Regions from separate parts of the Zea mays genome. Here region 1 is linked to region 2. A link is a contact called in public Hi-C data. All regions are on one chromosome and are shown on one strand. Each heading gives the region's core, a stretch centred on a gene start, on an enhancer-like site or on the middle of the called end of the contact. The rest is flanking DNA. Distances are from core to core; before and after follow the strand shown. Region 1 holds the start of LOC100274269 (hydroxycinnamoyltransferase3). Region 2 holds the start of LOC103629909 (pentatricopeptide repeat-containing protein At2g22410, mitochondrial).

Region 1 (5,146 bases), core at 1,974-4,473, 150 kb after region 2:
GTAGGTACTATTATGGAGTCCAGAGATGATACGTTCTTTGAGGACGAATTTCCCATGAAAGCTACACATGATACGTCTAGTGATGAACCAACGATACCCTATGAGCATTTTATTCCGGTAGAACACACTAAGGAATCCCATATACATAATCCTGTGGAATATGACAATGTATCAACTCGAAAGAGTAAGAGACCAAGGATTGCAAAGTCCTTTGGTGATGATTACATTGTATATCTTGTGGATGACACCCCAAGTACCATTAAAGAGGCATATTCCTCTCCTGATGCTGACTTTTGGAAGGATGCAATAAGGAGTGAGATGGATTCTATTATGTCTAATGAAACTTGGGAGGTCGTTGAGCGTCCTTATGGGCGTAAGCCCATTGGGAGTAAATGGGTGTTCAAGAAAAAGCCTAGGCCTGATGGTATTATTGAAAGGTACGAGGCGAGGCTTGTAATTAAAGGCTATTCACAGAAAGAATGCGAGGATTTCTTTGATACTTATTCACCTGTGGCCCGATGGACCATAATTCGCATGCTACTTTCTCTGGCTATCTCTCATGGTCTTCTCGTCCATCAAATGGATGTTAAGACAACATTCCTAAATGGAGAGCTAGATGAGGAAATATACATAGAGAAGCCAGCTGGGTTTGTAGCAAACGGTCAAGAAGGCATGGTGTGTAAGTTATGAAATCGTCGTTTGGATCCTTTCATTTTACAGGAATGAGAATTTACTTAATAGAGTAGGTTATTTGGTTTGGAATTTGACATTCCACCACTTTTCATTGTGTAGATACAAGTCTATTCGAAATTTATAGGATGAGGATTGAAAATTGATTTTTGTGTATCACTAGTTTATGTTTCTACTCTGCAACTTATAACACGCTCTTCGGCTCGCTCCCCTGTAGTAGAAATATAACATATAAATGTCTCCCCCAATATGGCCAACAACATACAATTATATTCTGTATATAGAACTATATTAGCTTAATTAATCTATATCTAAATTATAATTATTAGAATGGAATTCAATTCCAAGGATCTAAAAAGGTCTACGGGGCGTTTGGATCCCTTCATTTGAGAGGAATTGGAATTCACTCAATAAAGTAACTTATTTAGTTTGGAATTTGACATTCCACCACTTTCCAAAGTTCAGATATAAGTCTATCTCAAATTCATGGGGTGGAGGATGAGAAATGATTTTATGCATTAGTAGAATTTGTTTCTACTTTGTAACTTACATGACACTCTTCGTCTCACTCCTCTATAGTAAAAATGTAACGTATAAATATCTTCGATATCTTGCTAATAATAGTATATAAATATATTTTGTATAAAATCAAATTAGCTTAATTGATATATGCCTAAATTACTATTATTAGAATGGAATTCAATTCCAATGATCCAAACGGGGGAAGTGATTTTACTAATTCGGTGTTTGTTGAGCCTATGAATTGGGCCAAATTGGCTGACGGGCTGAATATTCTCCTGATGCATTCAACTTCCAAAATATAATCTTTGTTGCCGTGCATGGTGCATATCTGAATTCCGCCCTGCAATTTTCGCACAAATCGACAAACAGTGCGGAAGTGAGGTGACGGAAGTGACGAGGTTTAGGTGATAGTGACAAATTGAAAACGTGGGACTCAAACATCTAAACAGTATATATATAGTAGTCATACATGACTTGGCATCCAAATACTTCACAGCTGGACACGTGCACATGGCATGGACAGAAATTAATACATAGTTCCGCCCACGCGCACACACACACACGTATAACCAACCATGTAGTACAGTACGTTCTACGCGTGCAGCTGTGCACTAGCGGCTAGCTGCTACGTACTTGAGGTATATGTATGCACTACATGACCTCCAGGCTCGCGAGCTCCTCGGCGAACACCTTCCTGAACTCCGGCATGCTCTCCGGTTCCAGCGACAGCACGAGCGCGAGGGCACCCTCCTTCCCCGCCGCGTTCATGACGTACACGAAGCCACTGTAGTACATGAGCGCCGGCCCCATGAACACCGGCGCGCCCCACCCGAAGTCGGCCTTGTACAGCGACATGCCAACCCAGCTGATGGCGCGGAGGTGCGCCCGCGAGATGCCGCTCCTGGGCAGGTTCATGGCGTCCACGCCCTCCAGGTAGTCCACCAGCGACCGCGCGTAGTCGTCGCCCTGGCTCGTCACCGCGAGCGCGCGCCGCGCGGCGTGGCCCACGGGGTTGGACGTCACCTCGCCGGCCGTGGCGGACACCGACGTGCGGACCACCGCGTTGCCGAAGTATCCCGGCGGGAGCGGCGGGTCCAGGCGCGCGCGCATGTCGATCATGGAGTAGAGCCGCGTCTCCGCCTCGGGGGGCAGCGCCCGCGCGAGGCACACGCACTGCCAGACCAGCGCCACCACGGCGCGGAACGTGGACGCCCCCGGGCACCGCGCCTTGAGCGCCGCCACCTGCGCCTTGGTCATGACGATGATGGCGCTCGCGTAGTCGTCGGACGCGGCCACGGCGTCGGCGTCCACGGGCTCCGGCTCGGGCTTGTACTCCGGGTGGTCGTACAGCACCGCGCGCGCCGGGCCCGGGCGCGCGGCGAGCAGCCGCCCGTAGTCGAAGCACGGTGGCACGGGAGCGTTCTCGGTGGTGGCGTCGTCCCCGCGCGCGATGCTAGCCCACGTCTCCAAGAAGTGCGCAGCGCCCCGCGCGTCGCACGCCGAGTGGTGCATGGACAGGGCCAGCACGACGCCGCCGCAGCGCAGGTACGTGACCTGCACGAACAGCAGCGCGCACGGCGGGTTCGGCGCGGGCGTCGGGGGCACAAGCAGGTCCCGCATCTCGCGGCACGGCACGAACTCGCGCATCAGGTCGTCGAGCGCGTAGTCCGACCGCGCGGTCACGAACACCGCGCCCTCGCCGGTGCAGTCGACCTGGACGCGCCCGGTGCCGTCGAGTCCGAGCCGCCCCGCGAGCGGGTAGAACGCGGCCAGCGCCCTGGCGAGGCTGCCCTTCACGACATCCGCCGCGAAGAACCCCGGATCACCGTTGGGCCGGAAGAAGTAGACAGTGGGCGTGTACCCGCGGCGCGCGGCGATGTCCAGGTTGGACAGCCAGATGCTGCCCGCCGGAGTCTCTTCAGCCGGGACGACCACCTCTGACGTCAACACCTCCACCGTCGGCGCCATTGCCTCGTAACAAGCTCTCAAGCGTGTGGTGCTGAGCAGCAGGCAGCAGCCGGTGAGTGTTGACGGTTGTTCGGTGGTTTAAATAGACGTGTACTTGTATCTTGCAAGTGCGACGGTTAGAGAGTGAGAGCCAGGTGGATGATGAGGAAAGCACCGATGCTATTCTAAAATTGTAAATCTAGGTGTCTTTTTTAAAAAAATGTAAAACAATGTTTCTTATGATCAATTGATAAAAGTTTCAAACAACTCTAGACGATGTACCATAAATAAATCTTGATTTTAGAAAAACAATGTTCTCCGCACTAGTAAAATGCACGAAGGAATCGTAAAAAGTAATTGTCTTAATTACTCACAGGAAAATCACATGTTTTACAAACTCAGTGTGATCTCTCATGACAAATATAGCTTGCAAATAAGAAAAACTGACATATAGACGGCAGTAAAAACATGGTGTCTTTCATGACAAATATAGCCGCGAGGTGTGGCGCAGAGACTGCTGACACCCTGTTGCAGTCAGTGTGAAGCCTGCAGGTGCGTGTAAAAAAAATTGACATTTTTTACTGCAGACGGCAGTAAATCGATAGTTGAAACATGGGTGAAATGGTTGAACGATTCATTGAACAAGTCCAAGTCGAGTTTATTTCAGTCATTATTTGCATTTGCATGGATGTGGACTCCAGGAACCGTACATGCTCTTTGGTTCTCATCAAACTTTCTTGAGGAATCTGGTATCACTGTCATTTTGACATAAATGCATCAAAATTGACCAAGCCGTCAGTGTAGAATGATGATTTGCACGTCACCTACCCCCAATCTTAACTCGATCTAGCATGGAGAAAAAACTTCACTGCTACCCCAAAAAAATTTGCTGAATCTAAATTCATCAAAAATAATTTCTGAAACCAGCCGCCTCCATAAATGAAATGGTAGAAGGGATTGTTAATTTTTTGTCGTTTTCACAAATACTCCTATTTCTTTAGGGACAACTAAGCCATCTTTGCAAATAAATTTGTAGATGCGACTAGAGACAATACCAACTCTAAAAAAATAGACGCCGTCTATTGAAAAAAATCCTCACATATTGATTTTTTTTACACGGCCTTAGAAGAAAAGGTGGTCAAAACATGATCTACAGATCTCAAAAATTAGACTTCATAGTTGGCTAACTTTTCATTTGTAATAGCTTATCTAAAGAAAATTCCATTTGAATTTCTCACATTTGAAATTCAAAATTTTCAAATAATCTTGGTTAAAAAACAACCAAAACACAAGTTGTAGGTCTAAAAAATTTATACAGTTTTATAGTTGATAACCTTTTTCATTTAAAATCATATATTCAAAAAAAGTTACATTTGAATTTCTCATATTTAAAATTTAGACTTTTAAACGACTTCATATAGAGAAATAACCAAAACAAAAAATGTAGATCTCAAAAAATTATACAACTTTATAGTCAATAATGCTTTCATTTAAAATCAAGCGTAGCTAAAGCTACGATCTCAAATAAAATTTAAGATTGAACCTAAGAAAAAGATTTAATTTCTCACATCCAAAATTCAAAACTATGACCTTAGATGGAGAAACAATCAAAACTAGAATTGTACATCTCGAAAAGTTATACAACTTTGTAGTTGACACTATTTTCATTTGAGTTATTTTAAGGTCCCAATTACTCATTTCTCAATCATATGAAGATAAAATAAGGAGGATAAGCGAGCCCTAAGGTTGTGGGTTCAAAGCGTGCATTTTTTCTGCAATAGAATAAGTCCCCTTTTAGAAATAGATTCTTAGAGCTAGTTGGTCATCTCTAAAGTTCTAGAGACATATGGGTGGCCACCCCTACAATACGTCCCTGTAGTAGTGCTTGCAAGGTTTAGAGCCACATCAGATATTGAAGGTTGATGGCTAAAGAACACAACAATATAAGACGAGAATGATCCTCTTCCATTAAACAAGATTGGTTAGC
Region 2 (5,646 bases), core at 1,740-4,239:
CTATCAAAACTATACTTGTATTGTATCCATTGAAGACACTACTTATATCTAGATGCAGGATACCACATTATATGGTTCAGAGATGAAACTTTGAAGACATTTCGAAAGTTCAAATCAAAAGAACCACTTACTTGTATACGGAATCACCATCGGTGCCAGTTCCAGTTGGATTTGTGCCAAGAAATCCTTCTCCACCTTGTGGAACAGACACGCATTGTAGTACTTCATTCTGGTCGGTCAAAGAAGAAAACCAAAGAATAAGTACACTAATTATCTGAAATGGTAATCTCAAATTCATGAGATGGTATTTTCCATGATTTAGTGATAAAGAGCAGCCAGTGGTGAAAATTCTTCACGCACTTCACCAATGGAGAAAAATTCAAGATTCTGTGGAAGAAATTGAGTGCAGGGACCACAGTAGAAGCTAATTCAGTTCCCATAATGTCATAAAAATCGATAGCAAGAAACCCAAGAAACAGAATAGAAGCCTTTGATAGCGCCTAAGATAATCACTGTGGCTTTATCATCACTACAAAGGTCAGTAGTAAGCCCGTGACGCAATGATTTCAAAATTTCTGGTAGCATACCTACGAGCCTAGAAATCAGAAAAGCAACTAAATACATTTGGAATTAGGAATTCCACGGAACTAGATCTAAAAACTCGAGAGAGACCTAGATCTAAAAATGTCTGAAAGCGTCAAAATACAGACCTGACTCCAGATCCTGCATATTAAAACAAAATGTCTGAAAGCATCAAGGAACAAGCGCTCAACAATAAAAAACAAACAATGTAATCATGCTTTTATCTCTGAACCGAGCAATGTCTGAAATTAAAGGCAAGGAATCAGGTGGCAATGGGTGGCTCTTGGCCTCTTATTTCATCCTGAATATTTCGTAAACCAGTAAATACAATGCTAAGAATTGATTTATAGCAGACACATGAAGCATGAGAAATATAACCTTCTGCCTTTGAATGAAGGTAAATATTCCCCAGTGCAGCATATATATCTTCTGAGTGAACATGCGAAACATCTGCCACCAAAAACTCATGACATTTCCCATCAACTTCGATAGAACTACATCCAGGATTCTTCTTTACTCTTCTATCTCTCATCACTGTTCTCAGCATCTTTACCTGGCCCCATTTACTTTTACTTGCATATATTTGACTCATAAGTACATAGATTCCACTGTCTGAAGGATCCAGCCCTGCTAGCTTATCCGCTGCACATTTGCCAATCTCTACATTACCATGCATTCTGCAAGCATTTAAAAGAGCACCCCAACCAGCCTCGTCAGCTCCTACTGGCATACTCCTTGCAACTTCAAACGCCTCTTGAAGAAGCCCAACTTTACCCAAAAGGTCAATCATGCATGCATAATGTTCGGCCCTGGGTTCAATCCCATAAACTATCTTCATCTCTTTGAAATGGCACCGTCCTTCTGATACTAAACCACCATGACTGCACGCAGAAAGTACCCCAATATATGTGGCCTCATCAGGCAAAATACCGTTTCCTTTGAATTCTTGAAAGAGATGAAGGGCTTCTTCAGGCTGACCATGCAAACCATGTGCCATGATCATTGTGTTCCAACTTACTACATTCTTGTCCTCCATATTGCTAAATAACCTTGATGCTGCACCGACATCTCCACATTTTGCAAACATATCAATGAATGCATTGCTTAGATTCGGTGTAAGCTCAACCTTATGACTGACAATGTAAGTGTCATATAACCATGTACCAACATCCAAAGAACACAGCTGAGCGCATGCTGACAGAACACTCACAAGTGTAGCATCAATCGGCTCCACACCTGCTGCAATCATGTCATTGAATATCCTAATGGCTTCATCTGGCATATTTGCATGTGAATAAGCTGCGACCATGCAACTCCAAGAAACCACATTCCTATTAGGAATTTCCTTGAAAAGCTTCGCTGCATTCTCCAAATCACCACACTTGGCATAAGCACTGACCATGCTCGTCCAAGAGTATACATCCTTGATGGGCATCCCATCAAAAACTTCCTTCGCTGCGGCCACACACCCACACTTTCCAAACATATCGACGAGCGCATTCTCCAAGTTAACGCTCATGCGTCCACCACTCTCCACGATACACTGATGCACTGTCCTCCCCAACCCAAGTAGCCCCATTTGCCCAGCTGCCGAGGCTGCTGCGACCAGAGTAACCTCGTTCGGCCACACACTCTCAGCAACCACCATCCGGCAGAATACTCGCCAGGCCTCATCGGGCAAGCCACCTCGCGCGTATCCGTCAATCAGCGTTGTCCACGAGACCACGTCCCTGTCAGCCATTTCGTCGAACAGCTTCCGCGCGTCGGGTAATAACATGCTGCTAGTGTACATGTGCACCAGCGCGTTCCCCGCGAGCACGCTCTGCCCAATAAATCCTCGCTTGAAGGCAACGCAATGGATGGCCTCCGTAGGGGAGGAGGAAGTGGCGGCGGCTTTAACTGCGAAGACGATGGTGCGCGCGTCGACGGCGAGGCGATCGCGGAGCACTCGGCGGAAGAGGGTGAGTGCGTGGGTTGGCTTTCCGGCGCGGAGGAAGCCGCGCATCATGGTGGCGAGCATGTATGCATTGGGCCCCTCTGTGCATTGAGCGAGGACGGCGGCAGCGTGGGCGAGGCGCGGCGGGTCGGAAAGCGCGCAGAAGGCAAGAAGGCGGGAGGCTGGGAAGCGGTTGGAGGCGAGGCCGGAGACGGTGAGCAGTGCCTGGAGCTGAAGGAGGCGGCGGAAGGAGGCGCATGACTCGAGGACGGATAGCAGAGGGTGGGTCACCACAAGGTTGCAGTTCGTGTTCCACGCCGGACGCGGGGAGGGAGGAGCCAATGTCGGTGGCGACGGCATCGTCGGTGGCGACGGCATCGTCGGTGGAACGCCCGCCCACGCGAGACGATTTGAAGAGGCTTTGCCGTTGACCTTGAGTAGTGGATGCGCGGGGCGTTTATCGCGTCCGTGACGGCACGGGGCGAGGGCATTGATCGCGGGGCTAATAAAATAGAAATGATTCCATGATGATGCTTATATTATATCTCATGCTTTATATGAGTCTTTCGTTATTACCTATTATATTTACGAAGGTATGTCTCTTATGACCTTCGTCCGAAACTCATTATTTCCCGAAGGGACATAATGCTTCGAAGGACGAAGGACTTTAACACTTAACACTTTTCATGTTGCCTTGTTCTTAACTCTTAGCATTTGAGAACAAGTCACCAACATTGGCGCCCACCTCCGGTGAACTCACTTCCACTTCTTGAGTTTTTCGGCACCTTCGGCAAGCATCAGCTTCGTCATGCCGCCGAAGAAGGCTCCAGCACCAGGGGCTGGCACGCTGCAGCCGCTGGACCCCAATCAAGATGTCCTTTCTCTCAGAGAGGCACGAAGCCAGAAGAGGAAGGCTACCAGTCCAACACATCCGGAGGATGATCTAGATCAGGAAATTCAGAATCTGGAAATCCTTCAGCAACAGGTTCAACGCAGGAAGGAGAAGATGGCCAGGCTAGCTGAACTGCAGAGGCAGATAGATGAAGCCTCTGAAGAAGTTCGTCATCTTGCTCAGGATGAGCAACTCCGAAGGCCTCAGCATCAAGACCTTCATCAGGAGGGCTTTCACAACGAAGATGACTGGTATGACAATTTCCATCATGGGAATTTTGTTTTTGATGATGCTTCTCCCTTGTCCGCTGAGTTGCAGGCTACGCCTTGGCCTCCGTCCTACAAGCCGCCTCAGCTCCCCGTATTTGATGGCCATTCTGATCCGAAGCAGTTTTTGATGAGCTACGAAGCAACAGTGTCTTCGTACGGTGGCAATGCTTCAGTCATGGCCAAATCTTTCGTTATGGCTGTCAGAAGTGTTGCTCAAACCTGGTATTCCTCCCTTCGACCAGGAACGATCACTTCATGGCAGAAGCTGAAGGACTTGTTGTTAACCAGCTTTCAAGGATTTCAGACGAAGCCGGTCACTGCTCAGGCTTTGTTCCAGTGCACTCAGGACCCCGAAGAATACCTTCAGGCATATGTCCGAAGGTTTTTGCGTTTGAGGGCACAGGCACCAACGGTGCCCAATGAAATTGTCATTGAGGCCATGATCAAGGGGCTTCGGCCAGGTCCGTCAGCTCAGTACTTCGCCAGGAAGCCTCCTCAAACGCTGGAGAAGCTGCTCCAGAAGATGGATGAATATATTCGAGCTGACAATGATTTTCGCCAAAGAAGGGAGGAGGCCTTCAGATTTTCTGAGATGACCAGAGGCTTCGGAGGAAGATTCTATCCGAGGCATGTCAGATCAATTCATAATTCCAATCAAAATGATGATAAAGGGAGCCAGCAGCAAAGGCCACAGTACTCCTCACAGGCTTCGGGGCAACAGCAAAGCTCCTTCCGACCACCAGCTCCAAGAGGCAGAGGCGCCAGGGGCTTCGGAGGAAGATTTGGCGATCAACCAAGAAGAATCTTTTGCTTATTCTGTGGTGAGAACAAAGGCCATACTACCAGGATGTGCCATGTTACTATACAGAAGCAAAAGGAAATAGCTGAAGCAGCAGCACAACAAGCCCAGCCGAAGCAGGTCATGCATACAGCTTCGTATCATTCGCCCTACATCCCAGAATATGTGGGCAATCATCCTGTAGTCTCTGCTGCTTCGGCAAGTCAGCCTTCAGCTTCCTGGCAACAGCCTCCGCCTCCACCTCCGTTGCAACAAGGTCAGCAGCCAGAAGGGAGCCAATATGCTCCACATCAAAGGGACTTCAGAGAACAGTCCGAAGCTCGCACGGTCAACAGCACCGTGCCAGAATCAAAGCACATCTATTGACAAATATCCTACCTTAATAGCAATCTTTTTCATTCAGTTTTATTCTCTGTAATAAAGGACATTGTTTTCATGTAATTAGTTTCGTTGATTCCTACAAGAAAAATATGTTTTCTTCACAGGTTTGCGACAATAAAAAGGACCTTCGGACTATCGAAAGTCCTTTGAAGCAACGAAAAGTCGTTCTAAGAAACGCAGAGTAAGTCTGACGAAGTTACAAAAAGTCGTTCCGAAGGGAGCGCAGCGTAAGTTTTCTGCTCCAAAGTCGTTCCAAAAGGAATGCAGAGCATACAGCGAAAAGTCAACGCTGATACCGCCTAAGTAAAAGGCGAAGAAGCTCCAAAGACGTTCCTAAGGGAATGCAGAGCTTATACCGCCTAAGTAAAAGGCGAAGAAGCTCCAAAGACGTTCCTAAGGGAATGCAGAGCTTATACCGCCTAAGTAAGAGGCGAAGAAGCTCCAAAGACGTTCCTAAGGGAATGCAGAGCTTACAGCGAAGAATCAGTGCTGATACAAAAATATTGTGTGGGGATATGTGTGTATCTTTCGGAACAAATGTCATCTACGTAGCATAACATCATTACATCATTTTGCATAGCATAAGCATCATACATCATGTTGCATATGGCCCAAGAAGGGGACACGATATTGATCTTCGGAAGTATGATTTGAAAGAGTGAAAATCGTGGTCCCAAGAAGGGGACACGATATTGATCTTCGGAAGTATGATTTGAAAGAGTAAAAATCGTGGTCCCAAGAAGGGGACACAATATTGATTTTCGAAAGTATGATTTGAAAGAGTGAA

What was found. Hi-C and Micro-C count contacts between places; a contact is called where the count stands out from the background.
Region 1: a Hi-C map of tassel shows a contact between it and region 2, with 2.7 times the contacts expected there. The contact joins the promoter of LOC100274269 here to the promoter of LOC103629909 in region 2. A contact is called at or near these places in 3 of 25 Hi-C or Micro-C datasets (ear, leaf and tassel) and 1 of 3 datasets of contacts at active chromatin or transcription factors (leaf).

What each region holds. Positions count from the first base shown.
Region 1 is chr6:118,452,267-118,457,412 of Zm-B73-REFERENCE-NAM-5.0, forward strand. LOC100274269 (hydroxycinnamoyltransferase3) reads right to left here and starts at 3,224. Exons shown (of 1, transcript NM_001148633.1): 1 at 1,641-3,224. The coding sequence starts at 3,180. The coding sequence ends at 1,864.
Region 2 is chr6:118,304,892-118,310,537 of Zm-B73-REFERENCE-NAM-5.0, forward strand. LOC103629909 (pentatricopeptide repeat-containing protein At2g22410, mitochondrial) reads right to left here and starts at 2,990. Exons shown (of 5, transcript XM_008651004.4): 1 at 961-2,990; 2 at 132-229. The coding sequence starts at 2,896. The coding sequence ends at 225.